2 separate regions of the Mus musculus genome follow, and region 2 is linked to region 1. Evidence: chromatin contacts called from public ChIA-PET data. All regions are on one chromosome and are shown on one strand. The core of a region is the stretch at or near the end of the contact, and the rest is flanking DNA. Distances in the headings are between cores, read along the strand shown. Region 1 holds the start of Dop1b (DOP1 leucine zipper like protein B). Region 2 overlaps Chaf1b (chromatin assembly factor 1, subunit B (p60)).

Evidence for each region. ChIA-PET counts read pairs in DNA pulled down with a chosen protein or histone mark.
Region 2: a contact with region 1 is called in an RNA polymerase II ChIA-PET map of memory CD8 T cells, with 88 read pairs. The contact joins the enhancer-like site here to the promoter of Dop1b in region 1. A contact is called at or near these places in 1 of 39 promoter capture datasets (pre-B cells), 2 of 484 Hi-C or Micro-C datasets (bone marrow-derived macrophages and embryonic stem cells), 3 of 115 datasets of contacts at active chromatin or transcription factors (embryonic stem cells, memory CD8 T cells and pancreatic cancer cells) and 4 of 9 other capture datasets (adipose tissue, embryonic stem cells, liver and 1 more).

The regions. Positions count from the first base shown.
Region 1 is chr16:93,710,194-93,716,539 of GRCm38.p6, reverse strand. Dop1b (DOP1 leucine zipper like protein B) reads right to left here and starts at 4,633. Exons shown (of 37, transcript NM_027293.1): 1 at 4,472-4,633; 2 at 228-390. The coding sequence starts at 365.
Region 2 is chr16:93,905,626-93,911,931 of GRCm38.p6, reverse strand. Chaf1b (chromatin assembly factor 1, subunit B (p60)) reads right to left here. Exons shown (of 14, transcript NM_028083.4): 14 at 5,826-6,027. The coding sequence ends at 5,915. Among named protein-coding and RNA genes, the nearest start is that of Gm31012, 21 kb to the left of the region's middle. Within about 2 kb of position 3,956, at least 63 of the 459 cell types and tissues checked have an H3K27ac peak or open chromatin away from gene starts, as enhancers often do. A contact at or near this core is called in embryonic stem cells and memory CD8 T cells, where this site is marked.

The DNA of each region.
Region 1 (6,346 bases), core at 3,384-5,883:
TACCAACACAGTATCCATCTGTCTTTTGTGCTCCAAAGACACTGGAAGTTAATGTAGTGACATGAACTAGGCGAGGGTGAGTCTGAGCGACAGAAGCCCTGGTTGTTCTTTTCTGTCTTTCTAGCTGTTCTAACCACCCACAGCAAATTCCCCACCATAAGAAGACACCTCCATTCCCCAATGCCATGGTTCCCAACGCTACCCTCCCATAGGAAGTGACCCAGCACCTTGTTGAGCTTGCCGAGCGAAGAGATGAGATCTGCCCATTCGCTGGAGGACTCAAAGTTTCTCAACGCCTTCTCGATTACTGAGGAGTAGCTTCTGTATCTGTAATCGTTCAGTAGCTCCTGCTCCTCCGGGTCCATCTTACATCCTCACAGAAGGAGGGATCTAGACGTGAAATCAGAAAACACATGAGGGCACTGCTCCTGAGCAGAAATCCTCCCCAACTCAGAGCACGAGAGACCTGTGTCCACAGGCTGGGCTTACTGGGCAATCCAATTCAAATATTTAGCCAGGTTCCTAGGCCAGGCACTGGGTAAATAGAGATAAAGAGTTCCCACCCTCACGGATTCCGAGGGACACAAGCTCACTGGGCAGAGAGAAGCAAGGAAGCTGGATCTGCCTAATGGACAAAACTAATTCTAGGAGAGAAACCAACAAAATTATATCCTATGGCTGGCTGGTAATTCTGCATGCCCAAGGCCCCTCCCATCAATGGGCCTTTATTAAACCCAAAGGCGTGCTTTCAACCTAAGAGGTCCACTTAGCAATTCAGTCCTGTATGACTAGACTAGGAGACTGGAAACCCTTTCCACAAAAACCAAGTAAGAGGACTGGCAAGATGGCTCAGTGGGTAAAGTACTTGTTACAGGAGTTCTGGCCAGATGTGGTAAACAGGTCTGTAGTCATGGCACTAGGCAGTGAGACAAGAGAATTCACTTGAACTGAGAGTTCAAGGTTAACCTCAGAGACATGGTAAATTCAAGACCAAGCTAAGATGTATGAGATCCTGAGGGTCATGACACAGACAGACATACGTACAGTGAGGAGAGGGGTCATGAGATGCTGTGGGGTGGGGGATGGTGGGGAAAAGAAAGCATAAGCTTAGTGGAAACGGCCAGCCAAGCAAGATCATGTATTCTCTGACTCCATTTGGATGAAATATCCAAGGTGGGCAAGTCTCTCAAGATGGGAAGCAGGTTAGTGGTTGCCTGGGTGGACCAGAAACAGACAGACAGGGTCATTTTGAGGTCATGGAAATGTGATTATGGCGATCACTGCTCAACTCTGTAACTCCACTGAAAATTGCTGAATTATATACCTGGTGAATTTGATGGTCTGAAAATTATACCCAAATTAATGCTTTTTAAAAAAAACAAAAAACAAAAAACAAAAACTAAACTCTGAATTCTACCCACTCAGCACTCTCTTCCCTCATTTTCCCACACTGTACAAAGTGGCTCCTCTACGGCTCTAGACTTCTCCTTCCCTTCACCTACCACACTCACACTAGGTCCTGCTGCCTCTGCCTGTCCCCTCTGTCCTGCTGCCTCTGCCTGCCCCTCTGTCCTCTTCCTTTGTCTGTCCCTCTGTCCTCTGCCTGCCCCTGTCTTCTGCCTGCCCCTCTGTCCTGCTCCCTCTGTCTGTCCCTCTGTCCTCTGCCTCTGCCTGTCCCTCTGTCCTCTGCCTGTCCCTCTGTCCTGCTCCCTCTGTCTGTCCCTCTGTCCTCTGCCTGCCCCTGTCCTCTGCCTCTGCCTGTCCCTCTGTCCTGCAAGTGTCCAGTCTCTCACTCTCATTCTTCTCCCTCTCCCAGTTTCTCGCGTGGCACTCCCAGAATCCTCTTGTTGCCCATGTAAAGCTCTCCTCATTACCAATGCCTCCCTCATTCTACAAGGCTCCACCCTCTGCTCCCTTCACTGTACTGGGTGTGTTCCCAGAGAGACGCATCCCTCCACACTGCTGCTGCTGCTGCCTATGCAAATGAACCCACAAGATTCACTCTCGGGAGGACCTGTAAGCTTTTTTCTGAAATACTAGGTTTCTTGCTTTGTGAAAACAGGAGGAAAGGGTGGCGATCAGAGCAGCAGTGCTTTTATTCTGCCAAGTCTACAAAGTTGCTATAGCCACAAAGTCTATAAGCTCCCTGCACCCACCCCCACCCCCTGTTCCTCTAAGGAATTTTCAGTCTGAACTCCAATACAACAGCAGTCCTGAAATATCCCAAGCATAGTTTGTTTATTAAGTGTCCCAGAACAAAGATTCTCAAGCAGGACTGGGTCTCTAGTCTAACTTGAGGAACTACTTAAATAACTGCAGCTGAATAAGGCTGACATGAGGTGACAGAGGGTAGGCTAGAATACTGACTGAGTCTGGGCTGGGGAGGTGGCTCAGTCAGGTAAGTGCTGAGCACCTGAACCATCCCCACAACCCAGATAGAAAGGCCAGATGTGCTGGGTACACATTTGTAATCCTAGCACAGGGCTCTGTCCACCAGCCTGGCCTAACCTGGGCTCCCGGCTCAAGGAGAGACTTTGCCTCAAAATAAAAAGGATGTCTTTCCTGAGAAAGGAAGCCCAAAGATTGGCTGCAACTCACTCTCTCTCTCTCTCTCTCTCTCACACACACACACACACACATTCTCACACACTCTCATACACATACTCACATACACTCTTTCTCTTACACACACATACACACTCTCACACACACATACACACTCACACACTCTCTCCTCTCTCTCTCTCTCTCTCTCACACACTCACACACTCTCATACACATACTCACATACACACTCTCTCTCTCACACACACACACACTCACACACTCTCATACACATACTCACATACACTCTTTCTCTTACACACACATACACACTCTCACACACACATACACACTCACACACTCTCTCTCCTCTCTCTCTCACACACACACTCACACACTCTCATACACATACTCACATACACTCTCTCTCTCTCACACACACACACACACTCACACACTCTCTCTCATACACATACTCACATACACTCTCTTACACACACATACACACTCTCACACACACATACACACTCACACACTCTCTTCTCTCTCTCTCTCTCTCTCTCTCTCTCTCTCTCTCACACACACACACACACACACACACACACACACACACACACAGAGCTATCCGAGTCTGGTTTGGACAAGAGAGGAAAGAGGAAGGCAAGCTATCAGCAAAGGAGTCCTCGGAGCCCACAGGTGTGGACTCTCATGATGCCAGGAAGAGCTGCATCACTGAGACGGTGAGTGTCCAGGATGACAGAGAGCGCCTGGCTGCCCTTGGCAAGGAGGCTGTCAGCCAGGTATGAACAGGCAGCAGGTGCAGTTCTTTCTCTGTGAGGGCCCAATGCTGGCACAACTGCACAGGTAAGAAGCTCAGAGGTTATTCAAGCGAACCCCTTCAAAATACGGGCATGGGGAATTACAACACTACACAGTTTCTGTGTCAGCTCTACACTGATTTCACTTACGAAACACACTGGAGTCCCACAAGGGACATTACTGCCGAAAGATGGGGATATTAGGGATTAGTGGTAGGCATAGGATTCGGGCTCAGTTCTGTTATACAATGGCTAGGTCAACCTCTAAACAGCCCCTCTCACAAGCCATCTCCAACACCTATTTTTGTGAGATACAACCGCAGTTCAGTGGGCTGATAGCGCTATGGAGGCTACAAAAGATAATACGCAAAGCCCTATGCACACGTGCACCCGATACCTTTACCTTGAAACAGAAAGCATTCGTAGGAGTGCTCTCGCCTTACCCATTCCTAATTTCTAAGCTCAGGTGAAGACGCAAAAGCCATCTGCTGGATCCGGAAGTCGGTTGTAAACATGCTTACAAGGAAGGAGTATGATGAACACAGTAAAAGCCGACAATCAGCAGCCTTCCTATTTACTTGCTGATAATGTCCCTGCTTCTACAGCGCATCAACCCTCTTTACCAACTGGCCCAGTTTTGAATTCGGTCTTTTACACTGAGATCAAATAGCACTAGAGGGGGGAAAAAAAGCAAGACACCTGACACTTCACAGGAATAGCTTTTAAAGGTGGGGTGTCCTCAACAACCCTACACAGGCTTCCCGAGATGGGGACTGCTGTCACCGGGTGAGCACCTCCTCCGCGGCTTATCCGCCGGCGCAGGGGCAGGCTGGCTGGTGCACGCCGGCTGCTGGGACACCATTAGGGAACCTGGAAGCCCTGCCCAACAAAGGCTGAGCTTCCAGAACGGCCCTGGGCCGGCTAGGCTGACAGCGGTGGCCATTCGACCTCCACCTGCGGCCCGAGGCCCGCTCGCACGGACCCTGCCAGGCGCAGAAGGCCGGGTCTGAAGCCCACACCCACGCGCGGCCGTACCCGCACTGCAGCAGACGCGCCACCGCCCGAGCTCTACGCCTCTGCCGCTCCGGGCCCGCGGGGACCACACTTACCGGCGGCCGCGGACCTCGGCGGTGGGCGTGGGACGGAGCCCGTCGGCTGCGGGACAAGGCGGCTCTGCGCTTCGGCAGAGACCTCGAAGGCGGAGGTATCGCTGCGCCTCCGCCCAGCTGCCGCCACTCCCGGGAACTGGGCGGCTGGGGGCGGGGCCGGAAGGCGGGACCTCGGGGGGCGGGACCTGGAGGCAGGCCCTCGGCGTGGGGCGGGGTCCTTAGCGGTGACTGGGAGGGGCCATTGTAGGCGGGGTCATGACGTTGCGCGTGAACGGGGGCGGAGCCTTAACGGTATGGCGGCGCCTCTCTCCTCGTGGGCGGGACTCTAGGCGTGTGGGCGGGGCCTTGGTGGCGGGGTTGGTTTGGCCTCTGCGGCGTGGGGCCGCGCCCTGGTCAGTCACATAGGGCGGAGAGCGAAAGAGGAGACTTGGAGGCGGAGGGGTTGGGGGAGGGGTCTGGCAGAGTGGGTGGGGCCTCGGTGCTCAAGGCGGGGCTCTGGACGCGTGGAGCTGCCAGTGGACCGATGGTGGGTGGGGTCTCTGAGGGCGGGGTTTTTGGGGCTGGAGGCTGGTCTAAACTTGGGGGGCCAGTGGTGGGCGTGGCCTTGCGATGTAGTCGGGTAAGGTCTCACATAAACAGGCAGGTAAAACCCTGGGCTTGGGGGGTGGGTATGGGGAAGGGGGCTGAGTATGGGGAACCTTTGGGATAGCATTGAAAATGTAAATGAGGAAAATACCTAATAAAAAAAAAAAAAGAGAAAAAAAAAAAAACAACAACAACAAAAAAAAAAAACCCTGGGCTTTCCGGACTCTGGGAGCAGGGCCTTCCCAGTGTCGTGCACCCTTGGGCTTTGCGTCAGGACCACACCCACAATCTTCATCGTGGGGTGGAGGCAGGAAGAATCCCAGGTAACAGGAACAGAAGGCTTGGGGGTTCCGGGTTAAGGTGTCCATGCATCCTCGAAGAGTGATGGGGTCTGGGAGCTGGCAGGATTCACTCTGACATTGACCGTGTCTTGATGACGCCAGCAGCAGCGCTGCCAGATGAAACAGCGCCTTCTACCGACTAAGGTTATTTCAGTGATAGCCTATTCCATGAAAATTTTAGAAAGAGCTATCTAGTGCTGGCTAGTTTTATGCCAATTTGACACAATCTAGAGTCAGCTGAAAGGAGAGAACCTCGATGGAGAAAATACTTTCATAAGATCTGGCTATAAGCAGACAAAACCTTATTTTCTCAATTAGTGATTGATGGAGAGGGCCCAGCCCATTGTGGGTAAAGACATACCTGGGCTGGTGGTTCTGTGTTCTTTTTTTTTTTTTTTCTTATTTTTTTTATTACATATTTTCCTCAATTACATTTCCAATGCTATCCCAAAAGTCTCCCACACCCTCCCACACCCTCCCCTACCCACCCATTCCCATTTTTTGGCCCTGGCGTTCCCCTCTACTGGGGCATATAAAGTTTGCCTGTCCAGTGGGCCTCTCTTTCCAGTGATGGCCGACTAGGCCATCTTTTGATACATATGCAGCTAGAGTCAAGAACTATGGGGTACTGGTTAGTTCATAATGTTGCACCTACAGGGTTGCAGATCTCTTTAGCTCCTTGGATACTTTCTCTAGCTCCTCCATTGGGGGTCCTGTGATCCATCCAATAGTTGACTGTGAGCATCCACTTCTGTGTTTGGTTCTGTGTTCTATAAAAAAGCAAGCTGAGGGCTGGAGAGATGGCTCATCAGTTAAGAGCACTGATTGCTCTTCCAACGGTCCGGAATTCAAATCCCAGCAACCACATGGTGGCTCACAACCATCCGTAATGAGATCTGATGCCTTCTTCTGGGGTGTCTGAAGACAGCTACAGTGTACTTACATATAA
Region 2 (6,306 bases), core at 2,707-5,206, 200 kb before region 1:
GCCTCTATGTTCCCAGGGACTAATTGGCCTCTGCCCCTCATCCCACCCAATGATATCACACACTTTTTATTTTTTACAAAACCAAAGGTGCCTAAACCAGATTGAGGCAGCAGTGAATCAGACTTTAGAGACAGCCGGGCAGGGGTGGCGCACGCCTTTGATCCCAGCACTTGGGAGGCAGAGGCAGGCAGATTTCCAGGACAGCCAGGGCTATACAGAGAAACCCTGCATATATATATATACAAACCCTGTATATATATATACAAAACAAAACTTTAGAGACGGACATTATCAAGCGTGGACAAGGAGGAGGGCTGGTGGGGGTGAATTAGCGTGATGGCTTGGGTCTGCGCTGAAGAGATTCTGTGCGCTACACACTCCTCGATGGACCTTGGAGGCTGGGGTAAGGATGCTTTCATCCCAGGAGCCTGTTAGCATTCTGTCTAAGCTCCGCCCCACAGTTACCTGGCAACAGCCAGGGAGGCCTGGCCCACTCTAAAAGGGGCCGCTTGCCCCCTCCTCCCTCTCTTGCCTCTTGCCCTCTTGCTCCCCCTCTCTCCCCATTCCCTTCCCTCCTTTCTCCACGTGGTCATGGCCGGTCTCGACTTCTCTACTCTCCCTCTCTCTGTTTTTCCCTGCCTCTACTACCCTCTTTAACTCCCCTCCCCGTGCCCTGAATAAACTATTCTATGCTATACCGCCGTGTGGCTGGTCCCTCAGGGGGAAGGAATGCCTTGGCATGGGCCCGCCTAGGCACCCCCCTTCCCGCAAACTTTACCACACCCTGATATAACATATCTTTCATTTCTTTATCACCTGTATGGCAGCCACTTAGGGTCAGGATGGGTGTGTTCAGCTCCGTGCACAGCTCCCCCAGTGCTGGTTCATTTTCTCAGTCAGTCCATGAACGCCGATGGTCTGGATACGTTTTTGTTCCCGTGGCAGCTGAGAGCATAGCTTTGTGCTGGGTAAAGACTGCCATCTCCGAGTCCCTTCAAACGTACGACTCTCCCGTGTCACGTGTGAATCTGTTTTCAGCGTAAAAACCCATTTGCTCAGCACTTACTAGGATCAATGTAAGCGGAAAAGAAGGCCTCTGTTGCCACAGGCTACCCCATTGGCTGGGCACCAGGTAAGGTCCAACCTGAAGCAGAGGGAAGGAATCAGTCAACCTACAGCTACTATTAAAGATTTATTTTATTTTTAGGTTTGTGTGTGTGTGTGTGTGTGTGTGTGTGTACAGAGCAGCTGGGAACAGAGGGGGCATCAGATCCCCCAGAGCTGGAATTACACAAGATTGTGAGCTGTCCAGTGTGGGTGCTAGCAATGGAATCCAGGCCCTCTGTAAGAGCAATGCTCGTTCTTACCCACTAAGCCTTCCCTCTCATTCCCAAATGTCCACAAATTCTAGGAAGTACAACAGAAACTACAAGCACAACCTGAAATAATAATAATAATAAAACTAATAATACTGAAGAGGAAAAAAAAACAAATTAATGTTCAGCCTGTTGGAAATGTAAAAACAAAATTCTTCCCCCTCCTCTTATTTTTATTTTTAATTTATTTATTTTTGGTGTTTCGAGACAGGGTTTCTCTGTATAGCCCTGGCTGTCCTGGAACTCACTTTGTAGACCAGGCTGGCCTCGAACTCAGAAATCCACCTGCCTCTGCCTCCCTAAAGGTGTGTGCCACCACACCCGGCTCCCCCCTCTTATTTTAAAGAGAAAAACTACAGCAACAGTCTATTTAGGAAGTTACACTGGGAAGGTTACTGTGTCAAAACCCTGCTGGATGGGGGCCAAGGCTGAGGCAAACATGAACCCTCTCTGCAAATGCCTCCCAGACTACAAACCAAGTACCTTGGGAGGGAAACAGAAAAGTCCACACATGACCAGGAAACTGGACGGAAAGGTGGCTGATGAGCCCAAGATTTATCACTCTCTGAAGGACAAGGTAGACAGTAAGAGGAAGGAGCAGAGAGGAGCAGAGATACAGAGGGTTGAAAGTGAAGGCCAGTGAGCCGGCTCAATCGGTATAGAGGTCTGCTGCCAAGCCCAAAGACGGGAGTTCGATCCCCGGGACCAGAGTGGTGGAAAGGGAGAACCAACTCTTACAGGTTGTCCTCTGACCTCCACACGCACACTGTGGCACATGAATGCCCACACATACAGGTGCACACACATTTAAAAACAAAAAAACGAAAGAAAAATGTACCCTAAATGTTTAATTTAAAAGCATCATCAGAAGGGCATCTGGGTGACAGCTGGTCGGAGGCCTTGGTGCCCACCCTGGGCAGACCTCATGCGGATGGTGCAATTCATGGTCACTGAATGCTTTCTCAGGGAAAGGGTTAAAGTGAAAGCAGACTCGCTTGCTGTAGAACATAACTCGGGCAACTGACCGATGGACAGGGAGAGGCACGGCTGGGAACCTGGTCCTCTCCACTGCTTGTTCATTTGTGTTTGTATTGTTTTCATCCGTGGGATCCAGGGAGGTGCTGAGGATCAAACTCAGGTCGGCGGGGTTGGGGTAACCCATTGAGCCTTCTCTCTTGACCCCCTTTTTCTCCTTTTGATTCAGTTCAAGACCCCAAGCCCACAGAATGGTGTTGCCCATGTTAGGGGGCCCTTTCCCACCTCAATAAATGGAATTCCCCCAAGCCCCTCACAGACACGCCAAAGGTTTGTGTCCAAGATCCTGTCAAGTAACAATCAACATCGGGCTGGCGAGATGGCTCCGCGGGTAAGAGCACTGACTGCTCTTCTGAAGGTCCTGAGTTCAAATCCCAGCAACCACATGGTGGCTCACAACCCTCCGTAATGAGATCTGACGCCCTCTTCTGGTGTGTCCGAAGTCAGATCTCATTAGGGACTGTAGCAGTGTACTTAGATATAATAATAATAAATAAATCTTAAAAAACAACAAAAAAAATCAATATAACCACCATAGAAGGGCTTAAAAAAATGGCGTCTTGCCCGGCACTGTGGAACACGTTGTTAATACCACCGCTCAAGAGGCAGAAGCGGGGGGGGGGGGGTCTTTGTCAGTTCAAGGACAACTGGGATGACATAGAAATATCCCACCTCAAAAAAACCTCCAATAATAATAATAAACCATAATAATAATAAAACCATAATAATAATACAAAGATTAAAAATGGCTTCTTTGCTGTCTTCTTTCAACTAGGGAAGCTGGCAGAAGCCCATGGGACATTAGGAGCTCTTATAACGCTTTTGTCTGAACTGTTGTTGAAAGCTCTGTGATTTTAAAAATAAACTCATCTTTTTTTATCGGGCATATTTATACATGACCTATGTCCTGATATTTTATTAAAACTTACATCGGCATTTCTAACAGATTGGTGTGATTTGGGGGGGGGGGTACATTTGTAAGTACATGTGTGCAAGAAGAGAGGGAGGACCCAGCTCTGGCTGGAGAAATAAAAGGAGACCCTGGGAACGCAGAGGCCCCAGGAGTAAGTTCTCAGACTGCTGTGGAAACCACATACCCAGCTGTGACTTAGGCTGAGCCAACCAGAAAGGTGTGACATTGAGCACTGAGCAGCCAGCTGCACCTCACCTCTCTGTGCCCCTGTGCGGGCTGGGTTTATGTCAACTTGACAAGAGTCATCTAAGAGGAGCAAGCCTCAATTTTAAAAATGTCTCCATGAAGCCGGGCGTGGTGGCACACGCCTTTAATCCCAGCACTCGGGAGGCAGAGGCAGGCGGATTTCTGAGTTCGAGGCCAGCCTGGTCTACAAAGTGAGTGCCAGGACAGCCAGGGCTACACAGAGAAAACCTGTCTCGGAAAACAAACAAACAAACAAACAAACAAACAAAAAATGCCTCCATGAGATCCAGCTGTAGGGCATCTTTTTAGTGAGCAATGCAGGTGGGCCCAGCTCTTTGTGGGTGATGTCACGTGCCCTCCCCCAACCTTGAGTGGGCTGATTCAGACCTTGTGTTTGCCACAGCCGGGGTGGAGTCTTCCGACCTAGCTAAAGTCTATTGTCTGCCACACCTGCAGCTTCCTGCAAGAAGCCACTACCTGCAGAGCAGCCTCAGCTGGCTGCCCTGCCGAGATCCTGACAAGGGAACAAGATCCTGGCATATGGGGGATGGGTTTCCCCCCTTTTTGAGTTCAGACTCAAAAGTAAATATTGAGCCTTGATCAGAGAACTTTGTCTCGCTGTCCTTCCCATCCATCCACAGCTTTCCTTTTAGGAACCCAGGAGCCCGTGGCCACTGGCGGCTACAATGCCATCCCTGGGCTGGTGTTCCTGGGTTTTATAAAAAAGCAAGCTGAGCAAGCTAGGAAACAGCACCCCTCCATAGCCGGCCTCCAGGCTCCTCCTCCCTGAGAGAAGAACAAATGGGCCTCTCCTGGCTCCATGGTGTCTCTTGGGCTGCAGAGACAGTTCCCTCCACCCAGGATGGGGAGCTGGAAAGTCTGAAGGTCCCCTCTCCCCAAGGATGTTTAGCCTGGAAAAAAAGGCCAATAGAAGTGCAGGCAGCTGCGAGGGGCTGCGGAGGGAAGGGCCTGCTGTGTGAGAATCAGCAGCAGGCACAGATTGACCTACAAGTGCTTTGGGTCGTATGTATGCTCCAAGGGGCATCGGGATGTGGGGATTCTACTCAAGGTGACCCAGGAGGCCAACCAGCCGGACTCAGGCTACCATCTGCTCTCTGGTCCAGGCTGGTTTACCTCACTGAACCTCGCGCACTTGCTCAGTTCCCAGCACTGGCCCGAGTTGGTAGCTAATTTGGGAGGTTGAGTTGGAGAGTTTTTAGATGCAATTAAGGGTTAAATCCCTGGAGGTTAATGGTACCCACTGCCTCTGCAGAGGGTCCCAAGTTTAGTTCCCAGTTTCCCCCAAGGCAGCTCATCACCACCTGTAATTCCTGTTCCAGGAGATCAGACACCCTTTTCTAGCCTTCCTGGGCACCCATGTGATCCACATACATACATGCAGGCAAAACACTCATGCATAGCAAATATTCTTAAATTTTAAAATTCCTCAAGTCTGAGCAAGCCATCTGGTGCAAGCAAGCATGGCGCTTTGGAACTGCTCCAGCTGCTGAGGGCTGAATTCACCCCTCCCCAGCCCCCGTCCAGGCAGGAGCAGAGCCTGCAGCAGCCGCCTGTTCACTACCAACCTACCCAGGTCTGTGTACACCCTTATCAACAGTTCTGTGGAGTCCCTCGGGTAGTTACATCTGGATGTGTTATGGAGTTACGGAGGCCAAAGATCCCACTTGCCCTTCAGTGGGGTGTCCTCCAGTTACCGCGCAGCTCCCCTAAGGGTAGCAAGCTCTCAATGCTGGTTGCCCTGAAGAGTGTGCTGTGCCTGGCTCACCCACAGTACCTGACTCTGAACGAGTGAAACACAAATCCACACAGGAACTGATGTTATCTTGTTTTCTGAGCCCATCCCACTGTGATCCAAAGGTGCTGCCACCAGATCCACAACTCTAGACAAGGGCAGGCTCAGACGGAGGGTCAAGCAAGGCAGCCAACCATCAAGCCCTCTGAGCGGAGTCAGTGGGCACAGTGACCTCCAGTGGCCATTGGAAGCACTGCATGCTCTCACTTGAATTTCTCATTTGTAGGACAGATGGCCCCTGTCTTCTCCTAGCCCTCCTCTCTACCAAGAGTGTAAAGTCTGTCAAGTGAAGGGATTAGGGTGCAGAGCAGGTTTCCCAGTCTCAGAAACTCATCCAAAAGAGGCCTTTGCCTAGCATAATACGCAGAGACCCATGGGAAGGGGTGACTGAACAAGGGCATGCAGGCTGCTACAGCGAAGTCAGCACACACACTTTTTCTATGTGAACCAATTCATGAGTGTTTATTTGGCCACCATCACCAGCCTTCGAGCTTTGGCCTTGCCTCCTCTGCACGCAGGTGCATAGCAGGCTCAGACAGTCTTGGAAGAGTCATCAGGGGCCAGGTTTTGGGCATCTCCTTCACGTTCCTCAAGCCTGGGTCTCTTCAGTTCAGGAGGCTCCTCCGGTGGCTCCCCAGGAGCCTCTGAAACATTGACAGACTTAAGGTTAGCAAGCAGGGAGGGCTTCTGTGAGTCAGGGTGACATGAAATAAGGAGGCAAGTGGGGCTGGAGAGATGGCTCGGCGGTTAAGAACACTGACTGCTCTTCCAAAGGTCCTGAGTTCAAATCCCAGCAACCACATGGTGGCTCACAACCACCCGTAATGAGATCTGATGCCCTCTTCTGGTGTGTCTGAAGACAGCTACAGTGTACTTACATATAATAAATAAATAAATCTTTAAAAAAAACACACACACACACA